2 separate regions of the Sus scrofa genome follow, and region 2 is linked to region 1. A link is a contact called in public Hi-C data. All regions are on one chromosome and are shown on one strand. The core of a region is the stretch at or near the end of the contact, and the rest is flanking DNA. Distances in the headings are between cores, read along the strand shown.

Evidence for each region. Hi-C and Micro-C count contacts between places; a contact is called where the count stands out from the background.
Region 2: a Hi-C map of liver shows a contact between it and region 1, with 5 times the contacts expected there. The contact joins the promoter of PPOX here to the promoter of TOMM40L in region 1. A contact is called at or near these places in 4 of 47 Hi-C or Micro-C datasets (embryonic fibroblasts, heart right ventricle, liver and 1 more) and 2 of 2 datasets of contacts at active chromatin or transcription factors (alveolar macrophages and skeletal muscle).

The regions. Positions count from the first base shown.
Region 1 is chr4:89,232,357-89,239,077 of Sscrofa11.1, reverse strand. TOMM40L (mitochondrial import receptor subunit TOM40B) reads left to right here and starts at 3,574. Exons shown (of 10, transcript XM_003125660.4): 1 at 3,574-3,814; 2 at 4,035-4,287; 3 at 4,579-4,646; 4 at 4,941-5,033; 5 at 5,300-5,401; 6 at 5,550-5,655; 7 at 5,836-5,958; 8 at 6,063-6,139; 9 at 6,322-6,424; 10 at 6,563-6,721. The coding sequence starts at 4,173. The coding sequence ends at 6,702. It overlaps APOA2 (apolipoprotein A2), which reads right to left and starts at 1,564. Exons shown (of 4, transcript NM_001186294.1): 1 at 1,535-1,564; 2 at 1,292-1,367; 3 at 869-1,001; 4 at 1-186. The coding sequence starts at 1,343. The coding sequence ends at 69.
Region 2 is chr4:89,285,617-89,292,337 of Sscrofa11.1, reverse strand. It overlaps PPOX (protoporphyrinogen oxidase), which reads left to right and starts at 3,413. Exons shown (of 13, transcript XR_002343378.1): 1 at 3,413-4,014; 2 at 4,456-4,550; 3 at 4,683-4,817; 4 at 4,953-5,068; 5 at 5,255-5,387; 6 at 5,662-5,806; 7 at 5,916-6,106; 8 at 6,547-6,607. USP21 (ubiquitin carboxyl-terminal hydrolase 21) reads left to right here. Exons shown (of 13, transcript XM_001927782.6): 5 at 111-222; 6 at 409-564; 7 at 1,067-1,131; 8 at 1,387-1,490; 9 at 1,673-1,759; 10 at 2,053-2,131; 11 at 2,361-2,468; 12 at 2,576-2,690; 13 at 2,910-3,282. The coding sequence ends at 3,000.

The sequences.
Region 1 (6,721 bases), core at 2,325-4,824:
GAGCTCTAGGTCTTTCCAGCGGATGTTCCAGGAGCCAGCTGGGGATGGAAGACAGTGGTCTGGACACCTCACTGGGCAGTAGGCTGAGTTTTGAGGCCAATGAAACTGCTCAAGAAGTTAAAGATATCAGTTCCAGCCTTCTTGACCAAGGGTGTCAGCTGCTCCTGTGTCTTCTCAAAGTAAGTCCTGGATGTGTGAGACATTAGAGTTAGTGTGAGGGACTGGCAGGGGCCTTCTTGGTGGTGGGGTGAGACCCAAGTGACCAAATTCTAGTGCCTGGTCTCTCCTGGCATGGCAAAGCTCTTAGGAGGAGAGGCAAGCCCTCTACCAGGCAGAGGAACAGACTCTAGAGATAGAAATTCAAAGCCCAGTTCATGCTGCCCCTCTCTGTCCAAAAGGTCCATTGGATTTAGGGGGAGATGAGGAAATTTTCTTTCCTTTTCTTTCTTTCTTTCGTTCGTTCGTTCGTCCTTCCTTCCTTCCTTCCTTCCTTCCTTTCTTTCTTTGTCTTTTGTCCTTTTAGGGCTGCACCCGAGGCATATGGAGGTTCCCAGGCTAGGGGTCTAATCAGAGTTGAAGCCACCGGGCTACACCAGATCCGAGCCAAGAATGTGAACTATACCACAGCTCAAGGCAACGCTGGATCCTTAACGCACTGAGCAAGGCTAGAGATCAAACCTACAACCTGATGGTTCCTAGTTGGATTTGTTTCCACTGTGCCACAATGAGAACTCTGGAATTTTCTTTCTAATTTAAACCTCATCCTCCCTAACCCCCATCCCTGAGCTCAATCTTCTGTGGGACCTTGGAGCTTCCCCTCTTTCTCTCCCCAGCCCCTGGTCCTTGAACCCCTTTTGCTGAGACTTACTTGGCCTGAGTTTGAAGTTCTGAGCCCTTGGCCTTCTCTATCAGGTCCTTGCCAAAGTCAGTCACGGTCTGGAGGTACTGAGAGACCAGGCTCTGCAGACACGGCTCCTCTGCCTGTCTCCGAACCAAAGCCCCTGCGTGTACATAGAAATACGCACACACACAAACACACATGTCTTGTCAGCTGGGTCCCCAACTATGAGGCCCACGTCTCTGCCAGTATTCAGCCCCAGCTCTCAGCCCCCTCCCCAAACAGGTATCCAGCTCCAGGTCTTTGGATGGGCTTTATGGGCTTTAGCGAGGGCATGATTTTCCTTGTAAGCGCTTCAGTTGTCAGACCTGGGCATAGGCTCACAGACAGATGGACAGCTAGGACCCAAGCAGTTTTTTTCCGCCTTGGGATCCCTCTCCATAGCACACTCACCTTCAAGGCTACAGATAGTGAAGAGCAGCACAGCTATGGCAAGCAGCTTCATGGTGTTAATGGTGGGAAAAGTGGCCTGCGAACAGTTGGGCACAGGGGAGGATCATGAAGCTGAATTGACTTCAGCCCCTCCCCAGGGACCACCTTGCCTAGATGTCCACACCAACCTGATTCCCTCCCTTTCCACAATTAAATCCCGGTCCTCTTTGGATGCTGCCCACACCTCTTGCTCCCTTACGGTACCTGTCAGTGTCGCTGTCCTTGCCGAATGTGCCTGGCCTGGCTGGGGAGGAGCTATATATCTGTCTGCTTCCCCACCCCCCTCTCAGGTAACAAGGACTTTGGAGGGGCCCAGTGAGGCAAGAACTATATTGGAGTAAACAAATTGGAAACATGGGGGAGGAGAGGATAAGAACATGGGGGACTCAGGATGAAGGGGTGGGAGGCAGGAGTGGAGGCCAAAGTGGGTGTCAAAGGGATACACTTTAGGTCTATTCAAGATTCATGCCTCTGGGGCCTGGGGCCAATAGTCCTTGGATTTGAATGCTTTAGGAAGCAGGATTTCTGTTTTTGTTTTTGTTTTTGTTTTTTCCTAGAAAACTCCGACATATCAAGCCCATAGCCCTTGCCATCTTTGTCCCTTCATGGGTAGATATCATCTCCCAAGCCTACCTCCCTTCACTGCAACTTGGCGGAGAGGTTATTGGGGAACAGAAGAAAGGACATGAAATCAGGGGCAGGAGTGAGGGGAATGTAGGTTAGGGGAAGAAGGGTTAGGTTCAGAGGGCAGGTATGATTGACTCTGTCCCTTTTTGAGTTAATGTGTAATGAATGAGAAGGGGAGAAAACAGAGCCCAGAATGACCTTCCTGAGAGCTGATCAGAGAGCACAGCCCACCCCCAATAAAACAAATTCAGAAAGCAGCCTCTTCCCTGCCCCTGAATTGGCGTGTTCTGGAGGAAAAATGAATGAAAGGCTTCTACCAAGGATAAAGGTTGAAGGTCTCTGGGCATTGGATCCCCTTATCAGTTCTAGGCGGTGGTCAGTCAGTATGAGTCAGCAGGGGCCATAGTATCCTGACCAAGGCCCCCGGCCCTAATCCCTGGACTGATTGTGAGGGAGGGCAGAGGTGCATTCCCCAGGCCTACGGCTTTTGGGTGAAATCAGCTCAACAGATATCAGAAGCATTTGTATCTTTCATCCTTTTGCCCTCAGACGTGTATGTAGAACATTCCTGAGAGATGGGAGTGGTAATGTAAGAGATAGTGAGGGAGGCAACAGGAACCCAAGAGATTTTATTCCATTTTCAACTATTCTCCTGTGGAGCACTTAGAACTTTTTTTTTCTTTTTGCCTTTTCTAGGGCCGCTCCCGTGGCATATGGAAGCTCCCAGGTTAGGGGTCTAATCAGAGCTGTAGCCACCGGCCTACGCCAAAGCCATAGCAACGTGGGATCCACAGCAATGTGGGATCCCTGCTGCTTCTGCAACCTACACCACAGCTCACAGCAACACCAGATCCTTAACCCACTGAGCAAGGCCAGGGATTGAACTGGCAACCTCACAGTTCCTAGTCGGATTCGTTAACCACTGAGCCACTACGGGAACTCTGAGCACTTAGTACTTGAAGGGCACTCCATTGACTTGTCCCTGGCTTTGGAGTGGAGTGCATTTGAGGGCAGGAGTCCACATGCCTAGATTTTATTTGCCAGCTCTGCCTAGGGACTCAGGGAAGGGCCAGTTCTTTCAGGGAACAGAGCTAAGGCTGCATCCCATGCTCCTCTACCCCAAACTCTCACACCCATTTCCATTCTACCGAGAGGTGAACTTTGAGAGGCGTGGACCTCCAGGGAGGGAAGTGTGGGTCCATTTTCCTAGGGAGAGCTGTATTTGTGACTCGAAGTCATCTGAAGGTGTACTGTGCGCTATGAAGGACTTTGAGGAAGAGTCCCCAGGGGTTCTGGGGGTGTATGTAGTGGGGGCACCTAGGAGTTACATGAAGCAATGTTCAAAAATGTTTTCACAGTGGTTCCCCCAGCCATACTTCACAAAACGTGTCTTCAGGTTAGATGGTGCAGGGATCTTTAGTGGCTCAAGCTCCAAGATGCTCCCTCTAGTGTCTTGCATGCTCAAAGATTCTTTCCGACCTTGGAGAGGCAGGGCGATCTAAGGCCATCTACTTGAGTAAGTCTAAGAAGCCACCAATCAAGCTCCGCCTGTCTCTGCAGTGCCGGGGTTGGAGCTTTCTGAATGTGAGGTCTGTCTTTCCTTTGTTTCCTCTTCTCCCATTGGCTTGTGGTCAGCAGCCAGGCAGTTTTTTTTTTTTTTTTAAATAGATTGGGCGGAGCCCAATATAGGGAGGATTAGGAAATCTTTTTTTTTTTCGCCCGGTTCCAAGATGGCGCCCATGACCACGCTGGGAATGCAGCGTGAAGCCGCAGTTATGCCATCACTCAAGATGGCTGCCCCCATCAAGATGACCGGGGTGTGTCGGGGGGAAAGGGGCAGCATGAAGGTCTGAGACGGTAAGGGTTATTGCTCCACCGCAAGCCTCGCCTTGGGGCCTGGGAATGAAGAGTAGAAAGACTAGGAAACTGGGTGAGCTCTGTGGTGGAGGCAAGAATTAGAGCGGGGGGGAGGGTACAGGGGTGACAGGTGGGGTGAGGAATTAAAAATGGGATGGGAGTGTGCTTGGGGTTCAAACTCCCCACCAGTGCCTTCTCCCACCTACTCTTCTTGTTCCAGGTCTAGCGTCGGACCATGTGGAAGTTTCTGGGATTAGGGAGCCAGATAATGGGGGGTGGGGCCCGTGGTGGGTAGCGGGAGCAATAGCGTCCTTTCCCAGGCGAACCCCGGCTCCCCTCCCCTCTCCTCTGGACTGAAATGGGGAACACATTGGGCCTGGCACCGATGGGCGCTTTGCCCCGCCGGAGCCCCCGTCGAGAGGAACCTCTCCCCAACCCTGGGAGCTTCGATGAGTTGCACCGGCTATGCAAAGGTGAGAACTTGGCATTTGGACGCCTCAGGTTGAAGAGGCAGAGAAGGGGAGGGAAATGCTGGGTGTCCAGTGATGGGAGCAGAAAAGAGGATGTCACAGCTGGGGTATGCAGCCTCAGGGAGGATCAGGTGCCCCAATGGAGGGGAGCATTTCCTGTTGCAGCACTTGAAAGGAGGTCAATTCCTCCAAATCACTGTCTATGGGATTGAAAGGGGAGACTACTTCGTGGGTTGGAGGTTCCTTGTCTGTGCTTATTCCTTCCCTTCCCCCCCTCCCCTCCACTCCCTTCAGATGTATTCCCAGCACAGATGGAGGGAGTGAAGCTCGTTGTCAACAAGGTTCTGAGCAGCCATTTCCAGGTGCTCCCACTTCTCTGGCCCCTCCTTACTACTCCTCCCTTCCTGTCCCTGGACCCTCTTCTTTCCTTTGTACCCCAGTTTTAGGCAGGCTATATGGGACAAAAGAGGGAGGATATGGGGGCTCTACTTCCTTTGCCTGTGGGACTTGTTGCTTTTAATCTGATGACCCGCTGCATATGTTGGAATGTATGGGTTTCTTAAAAGACCCGCTGGATGGGGAGAAGATGAAGGGTGGGATGGGGGATTGAAATGGAGCAGGAATGTTCTCTCTTCCACTGACTTTTCTTTCTTCAGGTGGCTCACACTGTGCATATGAGTGCTCTGGGTTTGCCCGGCTATCACCTCCATGCGGCCTATGCAGGGGACTGGCAACTTAGCCCCACTGAGGTGAGGGCTCCACACACCTGGGTTATCCCCGAAAAGCCCAGTTGGGACCCAGGTGTAGAGGAGGAGGAAATGTGTGTGTTCTGGGGAAGAATAGGTAGGGCACCTCCTCTGTGTTTCTGCTGAATGGGAGAGGGTAGAAAACATTTCTGTGATGTCTCTGTGGCTCCACTAGGGGGCGCTGGGCACTGTTAAAGAAATCCTACATTTGGCTTTAGTCGGAGTTGGTGCCACCCAGTTCATTCCTAACTGTGGACACTTTTCAACAGGTGTTCCCCACTGTGGTAGGAGATATGGACAGCAGTGGCAGCCTCAACGCCCAGGTCCTGCTTCTCTTGGCAGAGCGGCTCCGAGCCAAGGCTGTCTTCCAGGTGACCCATGGTTCCTGCTTCCATCCACTGAAGCATTTCCTCCTTCTCCTCCAGGAGTGTCCTGCTCTGGGGGCTCCAGGGGGAGGAGAAGCAGCACGAGTGATTATAGAGAGGGAGGGCAATTTTACTTCTTGCTCTCCCTACCCAGACTCAGCAGGCCAAGTTCCTGACATGGCAGTTTGATGGCGAGTATCGGGGAGATGACTACACAGCCACTCTGACCTTAGGAAATCCTGACCTGATTGGGGAATCGGGTGAGGAATTGGCACAGGGTTCTTTTTGTCTTGGCTGCCCATTTGCTAATAATGTTGGCTGTGCCTCTTCGTTGTTGGTTCAGGGATTAGTAAAGAAACTTCTTGGGCAGGCTGGGGTGGGGGCTGCTGGAGGTGAGGGAGCAGGCTTTCCTCTATGACTGACTCCATGTCTCCCCACAGTGATCATGGTCGCTCACTTCCTGCAGAGCCTCACTCATCGGCTGGTGCTGGGAGGAGAGCTAGTTTATCATCGGAGGCCAGGAGAAGAAGGGGCCATCTTGACACTGGCTGGGAAGTACTCGGGTATGGGGTGAGGAGGAATAGTGATGGGGAGGACTCGGCTGGGGTTCCTGGCCTGTGTTCTACTACAGTAATGCTCCTTTTCTCTTGTACTTTGGTTTTTACAGCTGGACACTGGGTAGCTACATTGAATGTGGGATCAGGTGGGGCCCATGCAAGTTATTACCACAGGGCAAATGAACAGGTGAGTCTACTGATCCCATCTCCCACCCCAGCAAGTCCCTCCGGACCTGCTGACCTTCTGTTCCTCCTGCCCACACTGCACAAGCATTTCATGAGTGCCTTCATTCTTGCTGATGCCCTGTCAGGACTCCTCTAGTCTTCACTCAGACAGATTCCTCTCCCCTCCTTGCCTGTGGTTCTCAGGTTCAAGTTGGAGTAGAGTTTGAGGCAAACACAAGGCTACAAGACACAACCTTCTCCTTTGGTTACCACCTGACTTTGCCCCAGGCCAACATGGTGTTTAGAGGTAAGGGTTATTCAGATGACATTCAGAGGTGCTAAGGGACTGGGGGTCGGCAGTGGGATGGAAACTCTGCCTCACTTCAGCAGATCCCTTTCTCCAAGACCTATTAAATAACCTAGTGTATATTCTCTTTCCCAACAGGCTTGGTGGATAGTAACTGGTGTGTGGGTGCTGTGCTGGAGAAGAAGATGCCCCCCCTGCCCGTCACCCTAGCCCTCGGAGCCTTCCTTAATCACTGGCGCAACAGATTCCATTGTGGCTTCAGCATCACTGTGGGCTGAGGTTGTCCCAGAGCCAGCC
Region 2 (6,721 bases), core at 2,164-4,663, 53 kb before region 1:
CAGTTTTGTCTTTTTCACAGTGCCTGCTTTCCTAGAGTTGTTTTCCACCCTCTTGCTTCCCTCTTCCAGTCGTTAACCTTTGTTTCCCTTCCCCACTCCCACCCTAATAGCCTTTGCAGATGTGATTGGTGCCCTGTGGCACCCTGACTCCTGTGAAGCTGTGAATCCTACTCGATTCCGAGCTGTCTTCCAGAAATACGTTCCCTCCTTCTCTGGATACAGGTGGGAGAACTGGAGGGTATGGGATTTCTCTCTGCCCATGTCTGGGGATAGGGCCAAGCAGGGGCCCTGGCAGCATCATTCTGAGCCTTGAGCTCTATCTAGGAAGTGGGGTCAGATGTCTGGGCACGGGTTAGTGACTGTGGACTAGGCAGGGGTCAGTTGCCCACGCTCTTTGTCTGGCTGCAGCCAGCAGGATGCCCAAGAGTTTCTGAAGCTCCTCATGGAGCGGCTACACCTAGAAATCAACCGACGAGGCCGCCGGGCTCCACCAATCCTGGCCAGTAGTCCAGCTCCCTCCCCACCCCGCCGAGGAGGGGCGCTGCTGGAAGAACCTGAGTTAAGGTAAGGTCGCGCCCCCTTTCTCTTGCCCATAGTTTATTAACAGCGTTCATCCTTCGCAGAAGTGAGCTAGTCAGGATTGAGGATGTAGAGTCCAAGGAAATGCTTATCGTAGAATTTGGTTTGAGAAGCAGTGCAGAAGTAGGAAGAAGGCAGGAGGAGGAGGGAGACTGAGGGGCACAGATGGAGGCAGAAGATAGTGCTGTGGCTGTCACCAGATTGACGGAGGAGGGGATAATTAATTTACAAGGTACATAGGGGTTTGAAGCCAGGTGGAGGAAGACGGCATGTTCTTCCCTTGTCTGTGTTCCTTTCTTTTCCTCTCACGTGGATTTCCCCGAAAAGTTCTCTGAAACGTTACTCGTTTGACTCTTCCTTGCAATTTTGAGAAGGAGCTGGGGTATGGGTGGGGTACAGGGCTCCGTGGATCATTTCAGTGGTGTTGGGGGTGCCCAGTGTTCCTGCTGTCTCATGGGTGCTCCCCACTTCCCTTGATCTGTGGTAGTGATGATGACCGAGCCAACCTAATGTGGAAGCGTTACCTGGAGCGAGAGGACAGCAAGATTGTGGGTATGGAACAAGACAAAGTGATGGGGGAAAATTCATGTGTGGGGGTGAAGACTTGGCAGGAAAAAATCAAGACTGTCGAGGGGTCTGGGAATAAGATGATGAAAATGTGGAAAAGTTAAGAGGGGAGAGTTAAGAGGGGAGAGTTGGCGATGGGAAAGAAGGGTCAGGCAAAGGGCTGGGAAGCGACAGGAATGCCAGAAAGCATCTCGGGCATCCCACAGTGACTTTTTCTCCTGCCCCTTTGCTTCTATCTAGACCTGTTTGTGGGCCAGTTGAAAAGTTGTCTCAAGTGCCAGGCCTGTGGGTATCGCTCCACGACCTTCGAGGTTTTTTGTGACCTGTCCCTGCCCATCCCCAAGGTGGGATTCCAGAGGATTCCGGGGGTGGATGGGACATGGGTTCTATGACCCAACCCTACCCACCCCCAGTGTGGGAGGGAACCATGTGGGTCTCTGGAGAAGAATCGAAGCTTGGGTTAATTGAGAAGAGTTGGAAAAGGAAATTCAGAACATGCTGACCCTTCACTCCCCTTTCCCCCCAGAAAGGATTTGCTGGGGGCAAGGTGTCTCTGCGGGATTGTTTCAGCCTTTTCACCAAGGAAGAAGAGCTAGAATCGGAGAATGCCCCAGTATGTGGAGGTTCACAAGGGATATAGTAAGGGTGGGATACCGGAGGTGGGGGAGGCTCCATGTGGGTAAAAGGGGTTGCATGATGCCTTAGTATGAGGAGTAACACTTATATGTAAAGATTTGTGTAGGAGTATTTTTCAGATATGTCCTGATCTGTCAGGGCAAAGGGCAGTGGCCCAGAGAACACAGAAGTAATAGGGAGCACAGTAAATTTATGTGAGTCAGGGTATTGGAAAAGACAACGGAGGTGAGGAGCACATTAACCTTATAACATTATTTGACATTTATTCAGGTGTGTGACCGATGTCGGCAGAAAACACGAAGTACTAAAAAGTTGACAGTACAAAGATTCCCCCGAATCCTCGTGCTCCGTATCCTAATCTTCAAATTCTTATTTCTCCCATTCATTCTTTTTCCTCATTCTCCAAGTTTGCAGAGGCTGGACATTTGGGGATTCGGTTTGCCTTAGGAAAAGGCTGCCACTCCATCTTTCCCTCCTGTGCTCCCAGTGTGTGTTCAGGGAGGGGAGTAGACAACATTCAGTTCCCCAGCCCCCTCAGAGGCCCTCTGCCTCCCAAATTCTCCTTAACCAGAACTTAGATCTTAATCGATTTTCTGCCTCCCGAGGCTCCATTAAGAAAAGTTCAGTAGGTGTAGACTTCCCACTGCAGCGACTGAGCCTAGGGGACTTTGCCAGTGACAAAGCCGGTGAGTCTGGGAAGGAGGGTCCTGAGGAGTTCCATGAAGGGGAGGGAGAGAATGGCGGAGCAGGGCACAGCTCTAACTATAGAATTTGGTCATCTCTAACCCTGAAGGAAGCCCCATATATCAGCTGTATGCCCTTTGCAACCACTCGGGCAGCGTCCACTATGGCCACTACACAGCCCTGTGCCGGTGCCAGACTGGTTGGCATGTCTACAATGACTCTCGGTGAGAACAGCCTTGCCCCATTCCTGCTGCAGCCTTGACACCTTTCCCCAGTATGAAGAAGCCCCAGGAGACAGTGCCTACTGAAAGGAGATGTGGGATTGGGGGTGTGGGGGCGGTGTCTTTCCTAGGCACCACCCGGATACTGTGATGTTGATCTTGTGGGGAGGAGGGTCTATACAGGAAAGATCACACCTCCTTCCCCATCTCCCTTCTTCCTAGTGTCTCCCCTGTCAGTGAAAACCAGGTGGCATCCAGTGAGGGCTACGTGCTGTTCTACCAACTGATGCAGGAGCCACCCCGGTGCCTGTGACCTCCCTTTTAATCCCTGGCACCTGTGAAATCCTTTCAACACCCTTAAGCCCCAGGCTCCCCATTTACCTCAGAGACGTCTATTTTTGTGTCTTTTTAATCGGGGAGGGGGGAGGGGGTGGTTGTACCTCCTATTATTTTTTTTATTAAAAAGTACCCTTCCACCTGGAGGCTCCCTTGTCTCCCAGCCCCATGTACAGAGCTCCCTAGGCCCTGCCCGTGTACAGTCCCCACACCCTCTGCAGTCTCACTTTTTTGTGAATAAATTTATTAAGAAAAAAAATGATGTTCTTTGTATTTGTGCCTAGCGAGTGGAGATATAGAACTGGGCCGAATGGGTAGTTTTCCTGGCACTCAGTTCCCTTTCTAAACGATGGGGGGCGCTCGGAGCCGTGAGGCTGAGGGTGGGGATGGGGATGCAGGATCGGGACGCGTTGATGCCCAAGTTTGCCAAAGCGGTGAAGGTTTACATTGGGAGGAAATGAAGGCTGCAGGGAGGCCTGGATCCAGAGTGCAGGCACTGGGTCGACGGGGTTTGCCGGCGTAGGGGCCTGCCCCGCGAGAGCAAAGCACCCAAGGACCCCTGTTGACAAACACGGTACGTTGCCGGGGCGCCCTAGCTCCCGTAGGCCCAGGCTGTTGCTAACATCAAGGAGCTGTTTATGGAGCCACCTCCCCGGGGACCAGCCTCCAGTGTCCCTGTCTACTCTCCCTACAACCAAGACTCATGAGGACCTTCCTCCAGGGTTCCAACCCTAGCTGGACCTGGCAAACTTGAGCTGGGGAATGTTAACCAGGATTCTGCTCTTGCCGCTCCAGCCCTGAGGGGAGGGCAGTACCGAATATGGCCGCTCTCTCCAACCTGGCACCGAACCGGTTAACCTCCAGCTCCCCGGCCTTCTACAAGGGTTGCCCCACCGCCTCTGAGGGAGGAGGAGTCGCTGCCGGTTCAGTGTTTTCATTGGTGAATGTGATCCGGGGCCTTCCAGAACCCACCAATCCGGGAGCAGGAAAGGTAAGGTTAGGATCGTGCCGCGAGAATAGTGTGGACGGAGAGTCGGAGAGACCGAAAATCTTGGGGGCGGAGGCCGCGGACTGAAAACACTAGGCCTAGCGAGGGGTGGGAGAGAAAACGCGCTTCTTAGCCCTGGCGGCCAGTCGGTGCCCCCAGCCCTGTGCTGGCAGATAGCGTGGGTGTGGCCCTTATCCACTTCCCCGCGGAGCCGGCTGGGTGATGTCTTGAGACCTCTACCTCCTCCTCCCCTCATTTTTCTTGTCCCTCTCGTGGGTGAGTCCGAGGCCCTGGGCGGGGACCTCACAGTTCCACCACCCCATCCCCGAGCCCTTAGTTTCCCCTAAAGCAATGAATGGCCGAGGATGGAATGCGGAACCCGCAGGGTGTCTGGAGAACAGGGTGCTTCTGGTCAGCCTGTCCATATCGCCTTCTCTACCCTAGGCTTCCCCATGGGCCGGACCGTGGTCGTGCTGGGTGGAGGCATCAGCGGCCTGGCCGCCAGTTACCATCTGAGCCGGGCCCCTTGTCCCCCCAAGGTGAGTGCCTCCACCGACCCGGAGGGAGCTTCCTTTAATATTCCTCTCCCATTTCCAGCACGAGGTAATGCGCTGACCCTTTCGCCTCCTGATCCTTTACCCCGCTGCAGTGTGTTTCTGATTTGTCCCCAGGTGGTCTTGGTGGAGGGCAGCGAGCGCCTAGGCGGCTGGATCCGCTCAATACGAGGGCCAGATGGTGCTGTTTTTGAACTTGGACCTCGAGGAATTCGGCCTGCTGGAGCCCTGGGAGCCCGGACCCTGCTCATGGTGAGCGGCTTGTGGAACGCCTAGGAGAGGCTGTGGAGGGGCCTTCACTAGAGCGTAGTGTCAAGGGAAGGAAGTAGCTTTGGTGGTCAGTCATTTCCCTAGTTTCTTCTCTTCTTGGGATCATGTGGAGAGCAGGTTTCTGAGCTTGGTTTGGACTCAGAAGTGTTACCTGTCCGGGGAGACCATCCAGCTTCCAAGAACAGGTTCCTGTATGTAGATGGTGCCCTGCATCCCCTGCCCTCTGGCTTCAGGTAACACTACCACCTCCTTACTGCCCTCCTTCTACTTCCCCCCGCCCCAAACCTCACATCTCGTCCATTTCCTCACCTCCCAGACTGTCAGCCCTCCCAGCTAAAGGGACCAAAGGAATGGAAATGACCTTCTGGAGCTGGGGTGGTAAATCAGAGCTTGCTTTTCACTATGGCTTCTCCATGCAGGGGGCTATTCTGCCGTTCACCTCCCTTCTCCAAACCTCTGTTTTGGGCTGGGCTGAGGGAGTTGACCACGCCTCGGGGCAAAGACCCTGATGAGAGTGTGCACAGTTTTGCCCAGCGTCGCCTTGGTCCTGAGGTAACACCACCCAGAAGCCCCCAATTCCTTTTCTCCTAAACCAGCCTTGGATTCCTGTACTCAGACCTACCACCTAGAGCCTTTTTTATATCATCTGAAATTGACTTCTTCTCTTCAGGCCTCGAAGACCCAAAAACTCGGTGTTTCCATCCTTCTGTTATACCATGACTGCTTTCCAACTAAACCCCACCCCGCCCCCAGTCCCTACCAGGCAGGGCAGTGGAAGTTAGTGCAGCTTATTCCTTGGCCTCTCAATCCCAGTCTCGCCCTTAAGGTGGCGTCTCTAGCCATGGACAGTCTCTGCCGTGGAGTGTTTGCAGGCAACAGTCGTGAGCTCAGCATCAGGTCCTGCTTTCCCAGCCTCTTCCAGGCTGAACAAACCCATCGTTCCGTATTACTGGGGCTGCTGATGGGGGCAGGTAAGGGCAGCGCTTCTTCAAGGGTTGACGATATTAAGGACTGCCAGAATGAGGGACTGGAGGCACAGGGTGCTATTTTAATGATTCTTCTCTGCTTCTTCCTCTGCAGGACGGAGTCCACAGCCAGACTCAGCACTTATTCGCCAGGCTCGGGCTGAACGCTGGAGCCAGTGGTCACTCCGTGGAGGACTGGAGACATTGCCCCAAGCCCTTAATGCCCACCTGACTAGTAGGGGTGTCAGTGTTCTCAGAGGCCAGCCAGTCTCTGGGCTCAGCCTCCAGGCAGAAGGGTGCTGGAAGGTAGGAGAGCTCCCTCGAGTGTAATGAACCTGTAAGTTAGTTTCCATCTCCATCTAAATGCTTTAGCTGGCAGGACTGGAGTTACTCCTTGTTTTCCTGCCTTAGAAGCTATTTAAATATGGGATACCCCATGTTCTTAGGCCTTATCTGTGGACCTTTGTTCAAGACCCACATAATCCAAATCTGTGGATGGAAGTAGTGCTTATATATAAGTGACTCACAGCTAGGGGAAAGAGTCACCCAGCTCCACTAGACATTCCAAAGTGGCCCACTGGCCTGTCTGGGCCACTTCCTGGAGTAATAAGGGGATGATTTTTGTGCTACTTAGTCGGTTCTTTATCCTGGGTCAGCACCCAGTCTCTGTCCTGCCACTTGGGTTCCTGGGAAACAGGCGGCATTCCCATGATCTCTGTCTTTTAAATGTTTTCATATCCTCTCAGGTGTCTCTAGGGGACAGCAGCCTGGAGGCTGACCACATTATTAGTGCTGTTCCAGCTTCAGGTAATGGGGTAGCCGCCCTCCCCTTCCCCAACCATGGTGAGGCAAACTGCAGCTTGCTCCTGGGCCAGCAGGACCGTACCATGCCCCCGAACTGGTCATCCTGTGGGAATCTCA